2 separate regions of the Astyanax mexicanus genome follow, and region 2 is linked to region 1. A link is a contact called in public Hi-C data. All regions are on one chromosome and are shown on one strand. The core of a region is the stretch at or near the end of the contact, and the rest is flanking DNA. Distances in the headings are between cores, read along the strand shown.

Region 1 (4,274 bases), core at 571-3,070:
ACCATAGAATGCATTTATTAAATATTATTAAATATTAGATATTTAATTTCTATAAATGTGCTCAGGGCTTATGTGCTCAGATACAATTTTGTAAACCTTTTTACCACCTTGTTATTTTAACTCATAATAAAACGCACTGAATTTTCTTTTACAGAGGGCTTGTGGGAAAACAAATATATCATCTTGGCTGGTTTACAAAAAACAGTGACAGTTCCTGTCTTTACAATACAATCTCTAATAATACATTTTTGGTATTATTCCAGTTTTACTAGGACAGTTAAGACAATAAATTATGACAGGAAATTAAATAAATAAAGAATGGTCTCTGACTTTTGAATGTTGTATTTTTATATTTTAAATCATGCACACATCCAAACCTTCCTCCCATGTTCACATATTTGTCACATTAAATCACAGTTCCTGCATGTGGAATGGTTAAACAGTGTGTAGAAGAAGGCCTCTGCAAGCATCTAAAGAATTTCAATGTTTAAAACCTTCTATACGTGGTACTACAGCTCCATCTGCTGAGGCTTAAGGAAAATGCAGTGTGTGCAATGATGGTGCATTCCACCGCAGTTTCTTTTCTTGTATTTGTTAACGTGTGAAGTGCTTTTTAAAAGCTTGAAGACTGGCAACTGGTTGCAGTAACTCTGTAACTCTGTTCTACAGAGCAGTGATCACAAAGTGGAGGTAAATGCTTATGGTGAGAAGCAGGATGATCTTGGCACCTCCCAGGACCGTTTTGCGCTCTATTACAGGGTAAACATGGTTGCAGCATGAGGGAGTTGTGTTTTATGTACTGCATGAATACATTCACACCGATAATAAGTGGTTTGGGACATTTGATGTAAATTTTCGTAGGCATATCTGGAACAGACTTGAAAAAGCACAATTTACCTTTTTTTTTTTGCTTTTGCTTTTAATGAATTTGTATAGACCTAAAGAGATTATGGAATTATCACAATTCATGAACATCAATTCCTGATTGGTTTATCAAGACTCAGGAAGCATGGCGTTTCTGTGCATCATTGCTTAAAACTAAGGATGCACCAATCTGAAGAAGCTGGATTGAATATTGATTTTTTCTCTCATTTACTAAAATGAAATCCAAGTCTAAATCTGTATATATGTATATGTATATAAATGCAAAAGGCATTTCTGAGTGGAGAAAGGACAAAATATTGTGTTTAAAGGTACCAGTGTGCTGGAACGACCATCCCTGCTGAGCCTAATAAAATATATTCATTCCGGCTCAAAAAAAAGATATGATGCAATATGCATGACGCGATATGATATATATATATATATATATTGTCCCACTCCTAGTTAGTGCATCCCTACTTAAATCATCTTGTGTATGCAGACTGCATAGTATTTGTATTTGAGTTGAATCTTTTCTGGGTACTGTTTGTCCACAGGAGGCAGGCCTCTGGCCTGAGGAGACATCTGAGCCCTTTCAGGCCCCTACCATTCAGGAAAAAGCAGAAACACTAGCCACCAAGTTTACAAGGCAGCCTTGCAAAGCTGATAAGCCACAGGTAGAGCTTTAGAAAACTCAGCATGATGATTGACACTAACATGCACATCTTTAGACTTAAAACAGTGCTATTTATGTTCATCCTGGACTTGGACTTGCACATTCTGGTTTGGTTTGGAGTGATCTTGGTTTATCAGTATTAGTTTTTCTCCTCTGTGGTTGGTACTAAGAGTCTCTCTGTCTTTCCCTCTCTGTCCCCCTCCTTCTCTTCCTCTGGAGCCTATGAAAAAACCCTCCCACTTCTTTCTCGAGCAGTGGCTGCTGACCCACGGGCTGGCTCCTCAGCAGCCCACCTACTTCCCTGACCCTCAGCTGCAGGTAGCCCTGCCCATGCATGACCTCCCTCCTCCCATGTCCCATTTGCTCAGTTTAAAAGTAGCTTTGAATTTTGTGTGGTGATCAGAGTAGGTATGTTTTCTACAGGAGATCCAGAGATTAGACTCTGATGATCAAGTGCCTTTGCATATCCCCAGCATCCGGGAGCGAGCAGAGAGGTTAACCTCTCTGTTTAAAGACAAGCCCAGCAGGCCCAAGGTGACCTCTTCATTTTGGCATATTTGCACATACCTCAATACTGTTTATAAATTTTTCACTCGTTTGGGACCATTTATCTACATCTACACTCTGTATATTGTTATTGTACACTCACTGACAAAAAAAATAACTCTTCACTCCCTTGGCTTAACTAGTCACATTTTAGTCAAACATTTATGGGACCAGCTAAAATGCCATCTTCAGCAACCTATTAGTAGGGCTGCAACAAATAGTAAATATAATAGACAATTATTGACAATCAACTAATCATTAATTTGCAACAGTACTCACTAAATATCAGTACTTTCCACATTTAAACAACACCTAGACATTTAAATGCCTTTTAAATCTCATGGTTAGCTGTCTTTTTTAATCATTCTAAAAAAAATGGAGGACATAGCAGATATAATAGTTGACTAATCAACTAATCAAAAAAAAAATCATCAGGTTAGTCGACTACCAAAATAAAAATTAGTTGCAGCCGTACCTATTAGTGTGCAGGATCTTCAGGCCCAGCTGCAACATCTGTGGCCAGAGAATGCCATACAAGATCTAATATGCTTCCGTGCCCATTTTATCCGTTTGCCATAGTATTGTAATCACATACATATTTTATCATTATATTCACACATATTATACGTATTATTTGATTCTAACGTTATGTCAATATGTGTATAATAAAAAGCACCAAATTTAACATAAAAAGTAAATGATTCCCGACCCTATGGTGGGCCCCCTTATATTAAGAATGAAGTACATGTAATACATCTTTTAGTTTTTTTATCCTATAACCACTCCCTTTCTTCTCCTTCCTCTTTATGTTGTCATGTTCCTTCTTTCCAGTGTAGTAAAGCCAGAAGTAAATTCTGTTTTCTCTTTCACGTTCTTTCATTCTTCCCCCTGAAGCCTAAGAAAAAGCCCTCACGGTTCTTTATTGAGCAGTGGCACAGAGTGCGAGAAATTCCCACAGACAGCCCCCTCCCCTCTCCTGCCTCACTCCGACAGGTATCTCTTTACTGGTGCAGTGCCTCAGCCCAGTTTTGCACCTGTGTGCTCCTGTGGATTAATCACACAGTATTAGAACCAATCATACAATGCACTGTGACTAGCTTTGTCTACTGACTGCATTTTGAGGTCTTGTGGTCTTATCCTTTCAATCCTTGCATGGTTGTGTGTGCATAGAAAAGAAACAAAATGATAAATAATAAAGTAACTGACTAGCATTTCTGACTCTGTTTTTGCAGCTCAGTTTGGTCAGCAATACAGAATAATCCGTAATCCATAATACAAAAAAACAATAGCAACTGAGCTGCAGTTTATATTGATTATATATTGTGTAAGATGTTAAGACTGTATTCCACCTCCTTAGTTTGTTTACTGTACGGTTTATTCCCAGCTGTAGAGGGAGGTCTTCCTATTCTCAGATTACTGACCATGAAAGGTTGTGGTGTTGACTGAATTCCCACTTATGAGACAATTAGACAGTACCCCACTCTAGTGCCATATTCATAAATTGTCTCTTAGAAAGCATAGAAAAGTGAAATTACTGTTTTTAAAAACGTTTTTTTTTTTTACTCTGAATGTCCTACAATCTAATTGGGGCCTCAAGTGTGAAGAGACCATAAATTCCATAAAGGCCTCCATGCTTCTTTGTCAGAAGCCTTCCAGTCTAGGGACATTATAGGATCAGGATCGGTTTTAACCAGCAGTTGGGGGTCCACAGTAAATAAGTTGAAGGGAAGACAAAGACCGAACACAATTTACAATATTTCACCTAATAATTAGTAAATATCAGCTGTAGCTCATTTACTAATTTATTTAAGGCTCATTGCTAAACTAAGTTGAGACAACCAAAAAAAAAACACACTTTATAAATGTAGTACATTGTGAATCTCGTTATAGCTGAAGTGCTCTACAACGGTGTATAACAATGTCTCAATACATTTTTGTGGAGTTTGAATTTTACAGATTTTACTGTAATCAATGCTAACCTAACTACTTTAAACAAAATACCATTGAGTGCTATTTATGTGTGTGGGACCTTCATGCAGGGTTTTAATGTGTGCAGGTTGTTATGGCCTTTGTGTTGGTGTTTGTTTTTGAGTATTTTACAGACTGTTGCTCTTACATGTTGTTATATATAAATTGGAATGGGAATGCCTTGCTTTGAGTGAAAACCCTTCTTTCATTTCACCATTCACTT
Region 2 (4,274 bases), core at 897-3,396, 83 kb before region 1:
TTACCCAAATGTAAAGCGTGCACCAATTCTACTATTAGTAAATAATAGGCTTATCACACTTTAAAATACAGAAATACTTAATTCAGATAGAGGAAGCTTACAGAGGTTTTCTTTTCTTTTCAACATGTAACCCAATAACTCTCACAAAAGATTACTTAAGTTTTACCAAACATGCCTTTACCCATACAACATTTATAGGAACAGTCTGCTAAATAAATAGATCACCATAACTTTACACATATCCCAAACGTTGCTGATCAGTCAGCGTTTCTACAAGGAAAGAAATCTACAGTAGATATTTAAGAATAGGATAAGAGAAAAGCACAACCAACTGGGAAGAGAACCTGAGCAAGACCCAGAACACATTGAAGGGATTTTATCTCCAAACTGGCCTAGGGATTACAAAGGAGAGGACAGAGATGTCTAGACTTAGCAGACAAGAAGAAGGTGATGATGATCACTACATTAGCCTCTTGCACCAATAGAACACTAAAAGAATAAACTTCAGACACAATTACAGCCTTGGCTGCCATTTTTTTTGGCAAAATCAGAATGTAAAGCTAATGTCTAATGTTACACGGGAAGTGTTCTAGACAAGGATTATGCCTAGTCTTGGACTACGCATCACAATGAACAGAGATTTCCATTGAAAATAAAATATAGTCTATGAAGGGGCTTATTCACTATACCAGAAACTAACCCACAGAGTTTAGGATAACTACACTATCAAAAGTACAGGTTGTTTGAGTAGGAGAAAGCTTTAGTACATAAATTAACATCACAGACCTTTTCCTGAAAGAAGCGGTCAGCACAGTTAAAGATCTCCACTGAGCCACTTGTCCGGGCTACAGCAATTTTCTCCCGCTGCGGTTGGAAGGCAAGAGCTCGGATAGCCGACGGCATGTAGTCAAAGAACCGGACCCGGTGCACCTTAAACTCCCCCATTGTAGAGAAGAACCAAGCAACTGGAAAAGAACAATGACATGCTTTGTTAAATCATACAGGATCACTGAAGTATTAGGATACATATATAATATTTAGAGACAAACAATTTCTTAGGCTTTATAAATCCTTCCCTAAATTTAGTAAATTGCTCCCCCCTATTTAAAACTTCACAATAAGGGTACATGAACTAACAGTACTCATCACAAAATGTCTCAAATACTTATTTACTGATACGATTTAAGACATTAACATTCATTACAACATTTTAATCTACATTTTAATGTATCTATTTATTACTGTTTTAAACATTTTTAAGATTAAACAATTAGTAGCATTTACTAATGTCTAACCAGTGTCAATTACTAATGAGCTGAGAGAATACTTAGGAATTCCATAATGTTTCTTACATATAGAAATGTTTATTGCTGTTATTTGTGACCATTTTGAATAAATGTATACATTCTTTCCTAAATTTGATAGTGTTCCTTATTTTTGTAATTTATTAAATTGTTCTATAAATTTAACAATCAGTTTATTACTATTCTCTATATTAAAAGTGTTTCCTAAGCTGGATAAAAAAATATTTTTCTCAATAACTAAGTAGCTAATTTAATCAACTCAATGAACTGTTCCCTTACTTTAATCAATAGTTTATAGTACAATGTAGAAAAGCAATTTTTAAAAGACATAAACCGATCAGGCAAGTTATTTCATTCTTTTCCTCTGTTCTGAAAGGACGTTAACCTGGCGAAAGCCTTTATTAACTGATTATTAAACTAAATCATCATTTAATAAATCCAGTGAACAGCTTAAGTCTCTAAATATTTTTTTGTACTTTGATAATTTAAGGTTGTATCAAACACTAAAAATCAGTAATGATAACTTCCGAGTACAGTAACTAAAGAGTCAGTTCTGTAATGCCTAACAATAACTTGTATGAATGTGTGTTTAATGAGCTGTAGAGTTATATTGAACTACAGCTCAGGTAAAAACACTGCTGAGGAAACTGGTGCTGATCTGAAACTAAACACACAGACATAACTATCTAAAAAATAGCTGAAGGACATGCAGGAGAACACCGTGCAGGAGAATACCGCTGTAATGATCCTACCTTATTCAATAATCTCCTTTATAAACTCGCTCTCTTCATTCTCAGCTGCTCCACACGTTGGACTGCTGCGGGAACCACGTTGAGAACCTTAGAGCCGGAAGTGAAACTGACTTTGGAATTAAAAGTCCCGGCGATTTGTTGCAACAAAAAAAAGCTCAACATTGAACTGCCTCACAATTACGTTCAGATTAAAAAATATATATTATTATAGTACTAATTCATGTTAGGTTTAATGACGTTATTTTTATTTTCAGCAATAAAATGTTACTTTTGTGAATGCAAAGGGACTTTGAGTTTGTACTTTTCTACCCCGGATTTTGAGACCCGAAGCGCGTTAACGTAAAAAAAAAAAAAACACTTCAAAATAAAATTAAAAATCAAACGGCAAAAGTTTTTTTTTAATATATAATATAAAAAGCTGCAAATATAAAACAAGGGAAAAGAAAAAAAACATAGAGAGAAAGATAGATGAGTCGTGTAAAATGTATTGTAGAATGAAAAGACGGGAAAGGCAAGTAAAAACAAACTGATATAAACTGATATAAATTCCATGTAAATTAACATTAATTATATATATACATTAAATGTAAGTTAAAATATATTTTAAAAATATATATATATTATATCATTTATTCAGCTGCAAAAATACATACATTAAAATCAATTAAAACGAAGTAGCCTATAGGCTAGATTTAGAAAAAGAAAATTATTAACATATGACTTATGAATTACTTTTGTGAGTTGAAAATGTGTTGTACTGAGGTTGTTCTGCTTCTGATGTTACCGCGGCCGCGGTAGGTTTTAAAAGTAGACCAAAAAACGCACCACGCCACCCCGGAATTTTCACTTGCGAATGGATTTTCAAACAAACACAATTTGGCGGAAAAAACGCGAACCTGGCAACTCTGTATATCAGAAAATGAGTATCAGCCGCTAGAGGGAGCCCGCGAGTCAGTCCAAAATTAATTGAACGGCGCTAAACGCCTAAAAACTCAAATGGGTTAAAACTCTGGTGAGTCAACAACCTGTGGAGAGGAAGCTGCTTTCATTTTGGTGAGCATACTGGAGTATTTTGCTGAAAACAAACAACTGAGACGCTGGTTACTTACCCGGTTACTGCTATTTTGTGATACGTGTGTTTTCTGTAAAGGAGCCACAGAATCCCTTGAACCCTTTTTTATTGTGTATTTTCTTGGTCTTTTTGGATTCACTTTTTAGTTTGCTTTAAAAAAATAATAATTTGCTATAAAAAATGCCCTCATTCCAAACATTTGTTTATTCTGACTTGTATAGCTAATCATATACACACCATGGCAAATTTTCAACAAATAATGAATTAGAAATGTCTTAAATCCATTGATATTTTGAAGCTTTTTTTTATTTTATTTGAATCCCACGTTTCTTTGTTCTGTTAGTTTTGTTTGGATATGTACTGTCAGTCGCTTTATTTGCTGTGGTTTTGCCTTAAATTTTGTTAATTAAAAAAAATAAATAAATAAAAGAGACTCTAACATTACTGTTACTGTAAGCTGGTTAGTTGGTACGCTACCAGCGGGTGTAAAGCTTTTAAAATAATGTGTGTGGTACTGAAAAAGGTCATATTGGTCTGTACATTATCATTCTAAACACTATCAAACATTTATAAACAACGATTTTGCTCAATAGCTCCCTATTAAATCCATTAATTTTGGTCTCCCTCGGGAGCGCCCTCTAGTGTATGAAAGAGAGGCGCGTGTTGGATCAAATTTTGAAGAGTGGGTACTCTCCTTTCTTTACAGGCTCTGTGGCAGCAGGTCATGTCTTTTGCCGCTAGAGGGCAGCAGTACACTAAGTACTGAACCCAGAACAGTCAGTCTATTTTTATAATATAATGAACTGACTTTGTGTTTAAAATATTACCTGAAAACTGTTCTGTTTAATAGAATTTGTATATTTAAATTCTTTATAATCCCTTAATATATGTATTTTATATAATTAAATTATATTATATATAATTAATATATAATTAGCTGCTTTTTTAGAATGCTCCCATGTATGAACGATCTAGTGTTGCCATTTTTCAGAAATGATAATAATTTATCATATAATTTACCACAGCTCCTCATGGGCCAGACTCCTGTGTATTTTATTTTATATTTTATAATTTTATATATATTTATATTGAAATATAAACATTTTGACACAAAATGCACAGAATACCCTACAAACACTTTTAATA

What was found. A called contact is a pair of places that touch in the nucleus more often than the background predicts.
Region 2: a Hi-C map of muscle shows a contact between it and region 1, with 18 times the contacts expected there. The contact joins the promoter of utp4 here to the enhancer-like site in region 1. A contact is called at or near these places in 2 of 3 Hi-C or Micro-C datasets (both in muscle).

Annotation. Positions count from the first base shown.
Region 1 is chr9:19,160,822-19,165,095 of AstMex3_surface, reverse strand. The region is part of intron 18 of mical3a (microtubule associated monooxygenase, calponin and LIM domain containing 3a); the gene reads left to right. Among protein-coding and RNA genes, the nearest start is that of LOC111194767, 8.5 kb to the left of the region's middle. Within about 2 kb of position 1,820, the one cell type or tissue checked has an H3K27ac peak away from gene starts, as active enhancers do.
Region 2 is chr9:19,243,709-19,247,982 of AstMex3_surface, reverse strand. utp4 (UTP4 small subunit processome component) reads right to left here and starts at 2,146. Exons shown (of 17, transcript XR_007440712.1): 1 at 2,057-2,146; 2 at 787-965.